5 separate regions of the Mus musculus genome follow, and all the other regions are linked to region 3. A link is a contact called in public HiChIP or PLAC-seq and promoter capture Hi-C data. All regions are on one chromosome and are shown on one strand. The core of a region is the stretch at or near the end of the contact, and the rest is flanking DNA. Distances in the headings are between cores, read along the strand shown.

Region 1 (2,700 bases), core at 54-2,553, 360 kb after region 3:
GGGCCCTGAGATCCTCTGCTGGTACTGGAAAAGGCCAGCGTGAAAAGGAGCCCTAACTTCCTTTTTCCAGCAGAATCAGCTGACCTGTGACATAAACATAATGAATCAGCAAGTTTCTATCATGTAACACACCGTCTAGAAGCTTAAGGCTCAAAAGAACCAAGCTCTGGGCATCTGGGTACAGACCTAACCCAGCTCTACCAGGCTCTCCCATACCTTGATTAATAGATGGGGCCATTGCTCACGCCCAGGCTCCCTAGCTGAGCCTCAGCTTCTCATCCTCCTACAATGGTTGGCTGGCTCACTCCATGGCAGCCTCTGCAGACAGCAAGTTCTTATGCATGTTTCCCAGTGCCCCTTGGCTAAACCAAGTCATAAGGCCGGGCCTATTCCAAATGTGAGTAAGTAATAAACCCCTTCTGGAAAAGAAGGACCGCAGAGGCCTGTGATGAAAGTTAAGCCCAGGGAGAAGTAGAGGAAATACGTGGATGGACAGTTTTACAGGTCAGTCCTCTGGAGGATGTGTAGCCATCCCCAGTGGCTACCACGCAAACTCAACAGGGCTACACCGGTATGGTGTGCAGGCAGAAGCCAGCCTGGGTGTAGCCTACTGCAGGAAGTCAGGAAACTGTGGCTCACGTAATGACATCCTGTCTAAGTACCAATTCCACCCAGCACAGGCTTGCCACTTGCCAGTGTGGCTCCTGTTCCCAGTGGTTCCAGAGAAGTTGGCCATCTATGACTTCACATGAAGTCTCTGGAGTGTTGAACGTTATCCACTAATTAAAACTCTTCCAGTGCTCCTGACAGCATCTGCGCTTTGGAATGCTGTATAATGATGATACCACATGCCACAAGGGATGTGTCAACCCTGAAGGGACATGCAGCTCCATGAAGTCCTTGTGTGGCTACAGAACCTTTGGCCAGGGGCAAGCAGGGGGGCTGGGTCCAGACCCTGAATTCCCTGGAGGCTGGTTTAGGAGCAGGATATTGGGCTGGGGGGGGGGGGCGGCGGTGCTTGAATAGCAGAACTGCAGACACTGGAGTCAGGGTGAGGAGGCTGGGAATGCCACAGGCAGGCTGCTGGCTTGAGATAGGCTCCTCTCTCATCTTGCTGCTGTTCACCTAGGTGGACATAGACTTCTGTGCTCAAGAAAGCCAGACCTGACTGGGCTTCCAGGTCAGCCTTGGCTGATTAGTGTTGGGAGCCCAGGAAGGCACCGTAGTCTTTCTACAGTAGCTGTAGCTGTTGTTCTGCAGTGTCTGCAACAACGAGAAGAGCTGGGCTGGAGCTGGGGCAGGCGGGGCAGGGCTGTGGCAGATGACTTAAGGCCTGGTGACCTGATTAGTTTTGTTATTTTGACTCAGCTAGAGTTATCTGGAAAGAGGAACCACAACTGAGAAGATGCTTGCTGTAAGATTAGCCTGTGGGCAAGTCTGTGAGGCATTTTCTAAATGGTTAATGTACAAGGGCCCAGTTTACTATGAGTGGTGGCACCCCTGGGCAGGTAGTCCTGGGAGGTCGAAGAAATGTACCTGGATGTCAGCCTGAGGAGTAAGTCAGCAAGCAGTGTTCCTCCACAGCCTCTTCAGCTCCTGCCCCTGGGTTCCTGCCTTGGATACTGGCTCTGCCTTCAATTCATGGTCGACTGCTAGTTATAAACTGAAGTAAATTAAAGTTTGCTTTCTATTACTGCTCTAAAACACCATGACCGAAGGTAACTTGGGAACTCCCCCAAGGTTGGGTTAGGGTTAAGAATCAGGGAGACTAAAGTTAAACACCATGAAAGACCACAAGTCTCTAGAAACCTGCACCCTGGAGTTCCACCTACCAGGGACTCCAAGGATAAGACTGAGCCTACGGTGGCTCTGTCTCCAGCTCATAGGGGAAGCAGATAGTCTACGGAAGGCCTGGTTTCTCCATTTGTGTGACTGTGTGTATTGAGGCCCCGGCCCGGATCCCAGGCCAGGGGTTCTGAGACAGACACTGCTCATCTTCTGGGTGGGGTACTACTCATGTGCTCCCCAGAGCTTGGCCTCATTCAGATCCTCACACAGAGTGGAGTCCATCTGGATGGCTGGAGTACTACGCTGGCCACAGGATATCATGGCAATGGGAACCTGGAAGAGAGGCCTGGGGTAGAGCGGCGGTGCTGTTATAAGAGGTTCAGAGCTTACTAAAGGGACCCAGAAAGCCAGGGATGCAGCATGCTGGAATCAAGCTGCCCACTTCTGCAAAAGCAGCTGTCTAGGTGTCCAGCATCCAGCATTAGGGCCTGCTCTTATCTAAGATGAGCTACCCTACCTGGACAGGTCTGAGTTCCATCGCCATCCAACCTGCCTTCTGTCAGGGTTAGTACATGGCAGGGCTGCTCCTGAGTCCCCCAGGGATGGCTAAGCTATACCAGAATCCCCTCTAGAGAGGAGAAAGGAGGAGCAGATGGCTAGCTGGGACTGGGGTTCCTGGGAGCTCCTAGGGAAACTGACACAGCGTGGAGGAGAAAATGACAGAGTGGAAATTAGGTCAAACTCTGAAGGAGGAGAGAAGAGCTGGCGTGATGGCAGAGAGGGGCCCAAGAGGGCCAGCGCTGCCACACGGAGAAAGGGGTGACGGGAAAACTTTCTCCAATTATGTGCAGGAGAGCCAGCGTGTGTCAGCCAGGCTGCCTTATGATAGCAAATGACTGGGAGAAGCAGGCG
Region 2 (2,700 bases), core at 99-2,598, 430 kb after region 3:
ACCAGGACCCCTGTGAAAAGCACTGGGGGGGTAGGCGTGGCAACCACAGCCTTGGAGGTAGGAGGGGTAGGGGGTGAACTTCGGACCAGCACGTCACTACAGCCAGACCTCAAGACAAAAAATCTGAACAAAACCTGTTCCTCTACCTGTAGACATTTGCTTCCATTCAGTTCAGTGACCCACACTGAATATTGATGGCTGTGACCACCAGAGCTGGGGCCCTGCCCCCTTACCTCACATTGTTGACAGTGTAGTGACAGACAGGCAGAGCAACTACCTCCCTCATACATTCTAGTCCCAGGCATCTGTGAGCAGGGGATGGGCTCAGACCCTGCCCAAGTGCAGACTCATGAGAACACCATGCATTCTGCTTTCTTTCCCTTCTGTTCTCCCCAGGCAAACTGAGCTGTGTGTGGGGGATGGCTATGCTGGCCAGGCAGGGTGATTCTCATTCTAGGAAGGGACCGCTCATGCTTCTCAGAGAGTTCTCATGGCTTAACACACCCGCATCTCTAGTTGTCCATTACATACTGTGTGCTGTAGCTGACCACAGCAACTGACCCGAAGGAAAGCTCAGTAGCGGTGCAGGCCGCACATGGCTGTCAGAAGACACAGCTCTGCAGCCACACACCTGGTCAAACCAGCCAGCAATGCAAGGCCTTCATGGATAATTCTGCTTAGAGGGCACCCCCACATCAGTCAAATTCATAGGCAGAAAGGAGAAAGGTGGTACGGTGGAGGGAGAGGAGAGGGACAAGGAGTGTACCATGAAGACAAGACCAATGGTGCAGAAGATGTTGACAAGGGCTGCACTTTACAGATGTATTGACTCTGGTGACCTGTACACTCCAGAGGCTGAAGCACGAAGGTCATGAGCTCCAGGCCAGCCTGGGCTATCTAGGGAGGCCTTGTCTCAAACAATAAGATAAGGGCTGGTGAGATAACTCAGCAAGTAAAGAAGCCTGCTGCCAACCCTGCCAACTTGACTCCGATCCCTGGGACCCACATGGTGAAAGGAGAGAACCCACCCCTGCAAGTTGTCCTCCCACTTCTGCGTGTGCATTGTGGCATACACCCACATAATAAAGAAAAAAATGTAATTTCAAAGAAATCTAAAAGGTAGTGTATTTTGTATTATGTATGTTTTAATCCAGTAAAGCATTTTTAAAGTCTGTGGCATGGTAAAAAGAGACCAACTATTGAACCGTGAAGGGGTGAAGGAACCCGTCTTATGACTGAAAGAAAGCACTCTGGAAAGCTATGTAGAATGTGAATGGAGCCTTAAGACTCCAGAGAAGGCAGAACTATGAGCAGGAGAATCTGCTGCAGCTCAGGGAAGGGAGGCGCTGAAGTGTATCTTCTCTCAGCCCACAAAGCAAACATGTATCAAGAGGCCTATGTGTGGCACCATGGCCACAGATGGGGAAGAACAAGCCCAGGCCAATCTGGCTCACTCCTGAGTATCAGTTTTCACTGTACAGCTAAAAGGGCCACACAAAAACCAGAGCCGAGGAGACTGAGAGGACCTGAGAGTAACCCTGGGGTAGTCGGCCCACTTCACTTCTCCCTTTGCTGAGCTTTGCTGCCTCCCTTCTTGCTGCTCCCCCAGTCGCCTTGCTCCCCACCCCCATCAGCATTCCTACACCCTGACTGCTCTGAGACAGATGCCCTCCGTGAGGCCATCCCAGATGTCTGATGGGCTCTGCTCCCCCTGCCCCACACTGACAGGTGCAGAGCCAGCTCTGCCAGCTTCCAGTGGCGGCCTGCCTCCCCACACTGCAGCAGCAGACATTGCAGAGCTGGCTCAGGATCTGAGACCAACGGGGTGAACTGCACCCGCTCTCCTCTTGCTGTGGAGAATGATGATCAAACGGGGTCAGCGCGTGTCAGGACCCAGCATGGGCACAGCTGCTGGAGCGCTGACGCTTTTGCTCGGCCTTGCTGCTTCTGGTTCCGAGCCTGCTTTAATGGCCATGTAAACAACTGTCCACAGAGCGGCACTTTCATAGGAGATGTGCACATAGCTATCATTGGGGCCGCTGTACACACAGGTCCCCTCTCCTCAGCTGTCCTTGTGCCATCCAGGTCACTTTTCTTCATCTCTGGTCCCTCAGACCTCCCGTCTCTTACTCACTGCCATGTCCTATCACTGGCTTTCCTCCCAGCAAGTAAAGGCATCCCACCAGGGATCTAGTTCTGAGCAGACCCACGTGCTGGCACTTCTGGCTCATCCAGAGCTCAGCAGAAGTCTACTGGGGAGGACAGAGTCCAATGCTGGCAGACTCAGCACCAGCCCCACCCTTGCCACTGAATCCACAGAGCACTGGTCAGGGCTGACACACACAAGTTATACTCCCAGGCAGACCCACTGTTACCGTAACTCGTGACATGCATCCCATTGGCCATGAGGTCAGAGGAAGCCAGACTTTGGAACTGTGTAATTAACCAGTCTCTTAGGTGCAGGCAACCAGTTCAATCAACCAGCCCACCCTGGCACCTGCAGGGATTGTGGGAGCTCTGGAGAGCCAGAAGCCCAGGATAGACTCACACCCCACCATGGAGCACTCAAGGGCCAGTGTCAGGCCCTCCCTCAGAAGCCTATCTAGATGTATCCTCCTTCTGAGGCTGGCAGCCAGCTCCAGGTACCAAGCAGAGATCCAAGCTTATATCTAAACTCGAGCTTGGGCACTGACTTCAGAG
Region 3 (2,700 bases), core at 15-2,514:
ACAGGTGCTGGAGAAAAGGCTTAGTGGTTATGAGCATGGTTAGAAGCCCTGAGTTCAATTCCTGTGGCCTTTTTGACACCTGGAGGTCAAGGAGGGCCTAGGACATGTATTTTGCTATTATTCCTAAACAGGGCACTGTATTCTCTTGGCAGGAAGTTGGGAGCTCTTGATGGTTTTCAGGGTGGCTGTTACAGACCTTGTAGGCGCAGGCAGGCACAGCCAGCTTCTGTGACTAAGACCAAAATGGACAAATGGGACTAACCTGGAAGTCTCAGGGATGCTAAGTCTCGGACCAATCACAAAGAGGCCCAGAGTCATTCCAGCCCCTGTGTGACCAGGACGGGGCAGTCCTGGGATCCTATAATAAACAGGTGCCTACATCTTTAACCAGCACTGAGGCACCTCTAAGGTGTTGCTGAGACACACTGCCCCCCCCCCCAATGCCTGAGGAAGGGGTAGGCAAGTCAATACCTACTCTTGAGGGAGAGCCCAGGAAGCTCTCTGTGAAGAGAGAATGTGAGAAGACAGGCCCGAGGTTGCATGCAGAGAAGCCCAAGGGCAGCCACAAGTTTGAAAATACATGGCCTATAGGGCAGATCCTGTGGCCGGCCAAAGGTGCACAGGTAAGCAGATGACCTGAGATGAGGCCTCCAAGTTGCCCTGGGGGTGTCCCACAGGGAGGGAAGGCGACAGACAGGAAAGACTGTCCCTCTGGAAGGCACCTGCTTAAGCAAGAGATCTGGTCTGGCCACTTCCTAGCTGGATGGCTTTGGACTTATTCCCTTAACCCCTTCAGGTTTCTTCTGCAAAACGCCACTAATAGCACCCAGCCTTCAGGGTGACTGAGACCAGGACTGGAGCCCTGTAAACGCCAGATCCCTTTGAAGTGGGCAAGCACAGGGCGTCCGAGGAAGGGATGCCCTTCCTTCCCTCCTTCCTAGTCCAGGTGACCAGAGGTCAGTATTTATGGGGCGCCGGTCCCTTAGGCGCCATCCTCAAAGACATAGGGCGACCCGGTCGGAGGACTGGAGCTGTCCGCAGAAAGATGCGGGGCAAAGGCACAGCGTGCTCAGTACGCTTCCCGAAACGCTTTAGGGGTAAGCTGTGCAGAAAAAAAATTCTCCCCTTTGAAGTTTCCGTCACCCACACTTTGCTTTGCTTCGACTGCAGTCCCTTTAAGAGCTCCGCGGGCCGCCTCGCCCATCTGAGGAATTTTATTGGTCTGTTCCACTCCTGTGGGTGGAATCCCGTTACGATAGGCTGCTGGAGGCCGAGGGGGCGGGGATGAGTGCCACAAACAGGGGTTGTGACTGTTTTCACAGTTTTGCTTAGACGAAAAACACTAGCCAAGGCGCCTGAGAGTCGCCGCTGCCAGGGGAGGACCGGGGAAGTCCGCGGGTCCCGTGAGTCCTGCGCGCTGGCGGCGTCCGGCCACCTCTGACCGATCCACGTAGCATCTCAGCTGCGGTTCTTGCGCGACGCTCCCCGGTTCTCGCTACCTCGCAGGGGTCGGAGTCCCGCGGCCTGCGCAGCCCTGCTCTCAGGTAAGCGCGGCCGAGTCCTCATCTCCTGCTCCGCCAAGCTAGCGAGGAGGCCCTGCCCCTGCTCCTTCTTCGGGTTCGGGCCTACCGTCTCCTTCTGTCCCCGTGCCACTTGGGGTACAGCCGCAAGACAACCTTTGAGAAGTTTCTGGGGACCCTAGCGGTCAGGACCGGATCCTGGATGGAGCTGGACACCCGCCGCTCCGGGTGCAGCCAGAGCTCAGCGGCAGCCGGAAAGACCAGCCCATGCTCTGCCTCTGCCTTCCTGGCCTTGCGGAAGGAAGGGCAACTCCACTTAGCTCCGTAGCGAGGAGGGGGTGGTGGGGTCTGGGGTCCAGACACCCCCAATCCTTGTCCAGCCTGGTTGCATTGTGCTGGAAATGTGTGCGCGTCATAGCATTTTTTTGAGATCTTACCTGTTCTAGAGGGTTGGGTCACAAGACCTAGGACAGACAAGACACACAAGCATGTAAATACACCTGCTGCCGATGGAGTCCCAGTTCTATAAACAGCACACCAAAGAACTGGGTGGTGGTGGAGGAATCGGGAGGTGGAGGCAGGGGGGAAATCAGAAGTTCAAGACCTGCCTTGGCTTTTTGCAGAGTTGGAGGCTAGCCTGGGCCCAATGAGACCCTATCTTTAAAAACAATCATTGAAAGAACAACAGCCAGGTGGGCTAGATAAAGTCCACTTAGAGGGGGAGGTAATGAGTCAAATGATGGGATCAAGCTGCGGGTAAGCAAACACAAAGGCCCCTGAGGTAGGGGAGATATAAGTTGGTGGCTAAAGAAGGGCAAGAAGGATTGTCAGGAGGCAGAGGGCAGGTCACCTGGACCATCCCTTCTTCCTGTTGTCCACAGTGGCCTCTTAGGACACAATCTCTCCTCTATCACTGAGGCTGACAGATTCAGAGAGGCATGGAACTTAGCCTCTATCCTCTGGGGATTTCCTATGCTGCTCTGCAGCTAGATTTAGAGGCTTAGCAGCCTAGGAGGGAAGGGAGAGAACTTTGGGGGGCTGCTTGCACTGCTACCTTCTACTGGGTAGGAATCCCATAAAAGAACTCAGAAGGTTTGGGCAATCCCATTGCACAGATGGGAAAGACAAGCTCTCTCAACCTCTCCCAGGGCAGGGAGAGAAGGCCCTTGGGGAGGTGTCT
Region 4 (2,700 bases), core at 109-2,608, 460 kb after region 3:
CCAGCCTAATGCAGCACTACCTCCTCCTGCTCACCCCCAACAAGCAATGGAGCTGGAAAACTGGGGGTGCTCTAGGAGGGCTGGAGAAGCACAGGATAGCACCACCCTGATGGGACTGAAGACCCGCAGCACCTGCTGGAAGAGGTAGGTAGCACCAGGAGCCAGAGCCAGAGGTAGGAGCCTGGCAGAGGGGCAGAGGCTCAGTTCGTTCCCATCCCCCCCCAACACACCCCTTTCTTTCAAGGGGCGTGGCCCCAGCACCCCACCGATGAGACTGAGAGGGCTCCGGCCACCTAGTAGCCTCTCTGAAGCCCTCTTGTATCCTTCCAGGGCAGCACCTGGGATCTCTGCAGGCAGAGGGGGCCTCCCAGGAATCTACACTCGCCCTTCCCTACAGCAGCCAGAGTCAGCCCATCACCGCCGCCGTCCTCGCCGTACACCAGGCCTGGGACCGTCCAGGAAGCAAGAGGGGAATCCTCCGGGGAAGGAATGACCCGTGGAGGCCCTGCGCAGGGGGAGGCCGAGGAGGCCCGAGCCGGCGTCCTCTCCGGTGGCACCGCACCGCCCCTTGCAGCCGGGTGGAGGGCCTGCGGGCCTGGGCTGGCTGCGGCGCCCACTCGCGCGCCGGAGCCGGAGGGGGCGGGGGTCCCCACGAAGCCTTGCAACTTCCACCCCACTGCCTCAGGCCGGCCCGAGGCGCAGCCAGGGACCTGCCCCGAATCCCGCGGCCCTGCCCGGGCCTGCCCAGCGCGGCGCTCGCCTGCGGCCCACGTCCCCACCCGCGGCCCGGTCCGACCCGGCGCAACACGGGCCGACATGGGCACCCGCAGGGCCCTTCCCGCGGGGCCACTGCAAACTTTCTCTCCTGCCTGGAGGAAGGGACCGCGACTGCGGCCACAGACATTGCGCCCCCCCGGATCGTAGGGCCCCGGACGTGCTGCGACCCGCCGGGACGCGGCAGCCCATAGCGGAGACCGCGCCCGGACACACGCGGGCGCCCGGCCGGAACCGCAGGACACGCCAGCCGCGGACACGCGCGCCGCAGTCCCCGCGCACACCCCCCTGGCCGCCGCCAGCGCCCCCCGGCCACTCGGGACCCCGGGCCGCGACGAGCCTCCCGCCGCCCGCGGGGAAAGTTGCGCCCCGACTCACCCGCCAACCCCGGGCGCGTCCCGCCGCTGGCCATCGTTGCGCCCCGCCGCTCGCCCCTCTGCGGGGCCGCCCACGCCGCGCAGGCCGCCCAGGCCGAGGCCGCCGCGCCCGGGCTCCGCTCCGCTGCGTGGCTGCGTCGCCGCTGCCCAGCATGAATGGGGCGCTGAGCTCCGCGCGGCTGCGGACCGGCCTCGCTCTCGCCGCCCCGCGGAGCGCCGTGCCGCGCGCATGCGCCGGCCGAAGCCGGGGGGCGGGGCCGGGGGCGGGGGCGGGGGCGGGGCGGGACCCGCGATGGCCTGCAGGGGGCGCTCGGCCCCGCGGCGAGAGCGCGCGCGGCGGGCCCCACCGCTTGCCTTCAAAGGGCGATGGCCACCTCAGCCTTAAAACTCTGGACTGGGGTGGGGGTGGGTGAGGTGGTCCGGGTGGTCCCAGGAGTCGATGCACTCTTTAAGGAGCACAGGCTGGAAGTACAGCTTTCGTGCACGGAAGGGTAAACTGAGTCCGGAGGAAGCACTTGCCCTGGTCCTATTGCTCATCTCTGCCTGCGCAACGATCGCTTAGGTGGGACCGGCACTGCACCCCGCAGGCCCCAGGAGGTGGCGCGTGCCGGGATGCCTAAGCTCAGAGGACGACTGTCCTGTCCGGTACGCGGTCCTGCAGCGGGGCGTGTTAGAACTACCCCAGCAGGATAGAGACCTCGCCGGGTCGATCGCGGGCGCGGGGCTGGCCTGCAGAGCTGGATTGCGCCAGGTCTCGGTCGGGTAGAGAACCTTTCTCAATAAGGTCACCCAGTGCAAGGCATCCAGACCAAAGCAGGCAGCTGTGCGCAGAACAGAACAGAGCAGTCAGAAAAGGTGGTCGTGGGAGGGGCGAAGGCTGACTGGGCACAGCCTGGGGGACCCAGTGCAGCTCATTCGGTAAGGACCATTGTCCGTACTCGTCTCCCAAGCAGTCATCACCCTCTTTCCCTGTGCTCATCCTTGCCTGGTTTTTCTTTGGGTGTGACCGTTTACATTTTGTCTCCCTGAATGACATATTCTTTTGTGTAGCTTGTTTGAGGATGCTATAGAAATGGTGTCCCGCCTTCCTCTCTGATAGGAATGCAGGGTCCTGTGGTCAGTCTTTGCTCTCACTGTGTGGCACAGGCTATTCTGGATAGTTAACCCTCTCTTCTGCTACTGGACTGGAGCCCCCTGCTCTAGACCTTGGTCTTTAGCTTCAACAGACGATGCAAACTTGGTTTTCCCCCAAGTGAAACCCCACCCCTCCACGTGATGGAGAAGTGTCAGCAACAGTGGGAAAGGTAATGGTTTGATTTTGCCAGGCTGAAAGTTGGTGCTGGTTCTTTTTGCTTCTGAATGGCGGTGAGACCCTTCTTCCACAGTTACACTTACCGTCGGACTCCACAGGCACTACATACTGAATGTACAAATCTCTGCTGTGCTGTACAAACCGGGTAGACAGACTGCGCAGGCCCTGTGACCTGCCCAAGCTCCCTCGCTGGTTGGTGGCAGAGCCTGGAGTCTGGCCCAGAGGTGCAGTTCAAAC
Region 5 (2,700 bases), core at 113-2,612, 380 kb after region 3:
AAGTAAATAAAATTTTACAACTAAAACATAGAGTGATTAAATTATCTTTGATAGAATTAATTGAATGACTACTGGAGGTATGGTATTTTATTAAGTTAGCTGCACAAAAATCAACCTATAGTTAAGCTTTAGTATGTATTTGGGGGGGGGGGGCACTTCCAGACCTAGCTTGGTTGGATATTAAAATACTAGGAGTACTATGGAGATTTTCCTGAGAGCCCCGAGTGTTTTCAGCAGCCTCCCTACCAGGCAGAAGCAGATATGGCCTCTCTAGCTCTCTCACCTGTGAGGAGGCTTCATTCTGGGAGTTTCTCACTCCCCAGCCTGAGTCCTCTGAGCCCACTGCCACAGGAATAGAAGGGACGAGGAAGTTCTGCTAAGCCCCGGCAGCATGCATTCCTCTGGACTTGATGGCAGGAGAAGGCCACCTGTGCCACAAGGGTGAGAGCAGATGCTTCTCTGTAAGAAAATCACCTTCTGTAACAACAAAGGAAGGAAAATTAGTCCTGTGCAGAGAAAGAAAGAATTCAGTCCCCATGCAGGCCGTTCTCGTTCCTCTCCTGGTGTGGCATCTCCATTGTCATTGATATCTTCATGGCAGCTCTTCTTCAGGCCTGTCAAATGGAACTCTTTTTGCTAGTAGAACATCTAGTTCTTCTGAAATCCAGTCCCTTGCTCAGGAGCTGCTCTTAGAGAAAACAATTAGTGAACAATGAACGGCTTGTGCCAGCCCCAACTGGATCATACCAGAACAGAACAGCTCAGATTAGATGAAAAACACCAGAATACAGCATATAAGCCCCCTTTAGACCAATCCAGACAAGGCTAGAACTCACCAGAATTAACCAGCCAAGACCAGCTCATATCAGACCAGACCCAGCTAGACCCTACCAGCACAGACCAGACCAAAGAAGAATAAACCAAGCCAAAACAGACTAAACAGAACAGAACAGGTTAGATTTGACTAATCCAGACCAGGCTAGAACATACCAGCACAAGCCAGACCAGACTAACTTAACCAATCCAGACCAAACCAACTACACCAGAATAGTTTAGACTAGATTAGATCAGGGTAGATCACACTACTGTAGGCCAGACTAGACTAGCTTAGACAATACAAGAATAGACCAAACTGGGCCAGGTTAGACCAAACCAGACGATACTAGAGTAGACTAGCCCAGTAAAACTTAGACCAGCCCAGAAGTTAGACCAGAATAGACAAGCCCAGGCCAGCTTAAATGAATATAGGCTAGACCTAGACCAAATTAGACCAGCCCAAACCAAATAAAACTATATCAAGCCAGACCAGATCCCAGCAGTCCAGTCCAGATTAGCTTTGACCAGAACATTCTACTCAGTTCTTGGTCATGTGATGTGGGCTGGGTCCCAAGGGCTGGCTGTATCCTACACACAGCTCACTCCAAAGGTCAGAACAGGTGACTGGAGGTCACAAGTGGATACAATCTGCAAGTTTGTCTGGGCCACCACTGTTGAGCCATTGTTCCTATTTAGACATTAGTCCCCAACAGTGCTCCCCGATACACACACCAGTCTAACCTCTCAGAAAGGAGGGAGGCCTGGAAATGTGACCCCTGGCCCACCCCCTTACACACAGGCCCACCTGGGTGGCAGCATCCACAGATTGCTTCCTTTGAGCCGGGTCCCTGCTGTTCCCGATGTCTGAGAAGTGCTGGTTTCACTGAGATCCCAGCCCCCGCCACGTGCAAGCGAGGCAGGCTTCCTGCTGAAATCAAAAGAGGAAGAGGGACCTGGCGGCTGGCTTTTACCTGCTCATCATTTCAACCCCCCTCTGGGAAGCGTCCCCTTTCCCACTGCAAAGTGAGCACCAATCCAGGTGGAACATAATGAGGGGCGAGAGAGAGAGAGAGAGAGAGAGAGAGAGAGAGAGAGAGAGAGAGAGAGTGTGTGTGTGTGTGTGTGTGTGTAGAGAGAACTGAGACAGGATCAAAGATACCAACCAAGGCTGAGGCCAGGGTGGTGAGGCCTCCCCGCCCACTGCCCTGAGTGCTCCATCTCCTGGGGACATAGTGGCCTCCTCAAACGCATGGGCTGGGTCAAGTTGTGCAGGAGGGCAGGGTCCTCATGTTGGGGACTTCCACAGCGCAACTTTTCTCCTTCAGCTTTGCCTTCATAGTTGGAGAGCAATGGCATGTTTCTCTCATATCCTGCAACCTCCATGATGACAAGAATCTCAGTCTAGGGGCTAGAGAGATGGTTCTGCAGTTAAGAACACTGACTGCTCTTGTAGAAGACCCTGGTTTGGTTCCTGGCACTTACATGGCAGCCTACAGCTGACTGTAACTCCAGTGCCAGGGGATCCAACACCAATACCCTCTTCTGGCCTCCAAGGGCACATGATGCACATACACACAGGCAGATAAATACACACACACACACACACACACACACACACCCTTTCAGCAGGCTGGAGGACATAGTGCCTTTTATCCATCAGCAGACAGATGGGAGGCAAGCTGACACTCACCCTCAGTGGTGTTGCCCAAGGCCCCCAGACTGAGTTTACTCTGAGATGACCTCATTCTGTCTTCTCAGTTTGAGATTTAGTTGCCAGGGCAACAGTGTAAGGGGTGGAGCTTAATGGGCGGTGCTAAGGACAGAGGGTTTCTAGCCTCAGGAAGACAGGATTTTTAACACAGCTGGTTTTGGTGTGCTGTCTTG

The links. Promoter capture Hi-C pulls out the DNA fragments that hold promoters and counts their contacts. HiChIP or PLAC-seq counts read pairs in DNA pulled down with a chosen protein or histone mark.
Region 1: a contact with region 3 is called in an H3K27ac HiChIP or PLAC-seq map of microglia, with 7 times the contacts expected there. The contact joins the enhancer-like site here to the promoter of Tpra1 in region 3. A contact is called at or near these places in 1 of 39 promoter capture datasets (cranial neural crest), 1 of 15 datasets of contacts at CTCF or cohesin (the NIH/3T3 cell line) and 4 of 115 datasets of contacts at active chromatin or transcription factors (bone marrow-derived macrophages, large pre-B cells and microglia).
Region 2: an H3K4me3 HiChIP or PLAC-seq map of the 230-238 cell line shows a contact between it and region 3, with 3 times the contacts expected there. The contact joins the enhancer-like site here to the promoter of Tpra1 in region 3. A contact is called at or near these places in 8 of 39 promoter capture datasets (the 3T3-L1 cell line, the C10 cell line, the SN4741 cell line and 3 more), 3 of 484 Hi-C or Micro-C datasets (bone marrow-derived macrophages, embryonic stem cells and nephron progenitors), 15 of 115 datasets of contacts at active chromatin or transcription factors (the 230-238 cell line, bone marrow-derived dendritic cells, embryonic forebrain and 9 more) and 2 of 9 other capture datasets (adipose tissue and liver).
Region 4: a FOXA1 HiChIP or PLAC-seq map of pancreatic cancer cells shows a contact between it and region 3. The contact joins the promoter of Plxna1 here to the promoter of Tpra1 in region 3. A contact is called at or near these places in 8 of 39 promoter capture datasets (the 3T3-L1 cell line, 3T3-L1-derived adipocytes, cranial neural crest and 3 more), 1 of 15 datasets of contacts at CTCF or cohesin (large pre-B cells), 5 of 484 Hi-C or Micro-C datasets (bone marrow-derived macrophages, embryonic stem cells, muscle stem cells and 1 more), 24 of 115 datasets of contacts at active chromatin or transcription factors (the 230-238 cell line, astrocytes, bone marrow-derived macrophages and 16 more) and 4 of 9 other capture datasets (adipose tissue, embryonic stem cells, liver and 1 more).
Region 5: a contact with region 3 is called in a promoter capture Hi-C map of pre-B cells, with 3 times the contacts expected there. The contact joins the promoter of 4930512J16Rik here to the promoter of Tpra1 in region 3. A contact is called at or near these places in 10 of 39 promoter capture datasets (the C10 cell line, cranial neural crest, embryonic stem cells and 6 more), 3 of 484 Hi-C or Micro-C datasets (B cells and embryonic stem cells), 10 of 115 datasets of contacts at active chromatin or transcription factors (bone marrow-derived macrophages, embryonic stem cells, epiblast stem cells and 4 more) and 2 of 9 other capture datasets (liver and macrophages).

Annotation. Positions count from the first base shown.
Region 1 is chr6:89,257,003-89,259,702 of GRCm38.p6, forward strand. No RefSeq gene overlaps it. Among named protein-coding and RNA genes, the nearest start is that of Gm36735, 15 kb to the right of the region's middle. Within about 2 kb of position 1,304, at least 80 of the 459 cell types and tissues checked have an H3K27ac peak or open chromatin away from gene starts, as enhancers often do. A contact at or near this core is called in bone marrow-derived macrophages and microglia, where this site is marked.
Region 2 is chr6:89,326,518-89,329,217 of GRCm38.p6, forward strand. The region is part of intron 23 of Plxna1 (plexin A1); the gene reads right to left. Among named protein-coding and RNA genes, the nearest start is that of Gm40415, 33 kb to the right of the region's middle. Within about 2 kb of position 1,349, at least 44 of the 459 cell types and tissues checked have an H3K27ac peak or open chromatin away from gene starts, as enhancers often do. A contact at or near this core is called in the 230-238 cell line, where this site is marked.
Region 3 is chr6:88,900,987-88,903,686 of GRCm38.p6, forward strand. It overlaps Tpra1 (transmembrane protein, adipocyte asscociated 1), which reads left to right and starts at 1,265. Exons shown (of 12, transcript NM_011906.2): 1 at 1,265-1,544.
Region 4 is chr6:89,361,255-89,363,954 of GRCm38.p6, forward strand. Plxna1 (plexin A1) reads right to left here and starts at 1,359. Exons shown (of 32, transcript NM_008881.2): 1 at 1,153-1,359. It overlaps Gm40415, which reads left to right and starts at 101. Exons shown (of 2, transcript XM_017321867.2): 1 at 101-144; 2 at 331-1,337. The coding sequence starts at 490. The coding sequence ends at 924.
Region 5 is chr6:89,284,363-89,287,062 of GRCm38.p6, forward strand. It overlaps 4930512J16Rik (RIKEN cDNA 4930512J16 gene), which reads right to left and starts at 1,363. Exons shown (of 4, transcript NR_131021.1): 1 at 284-1,363.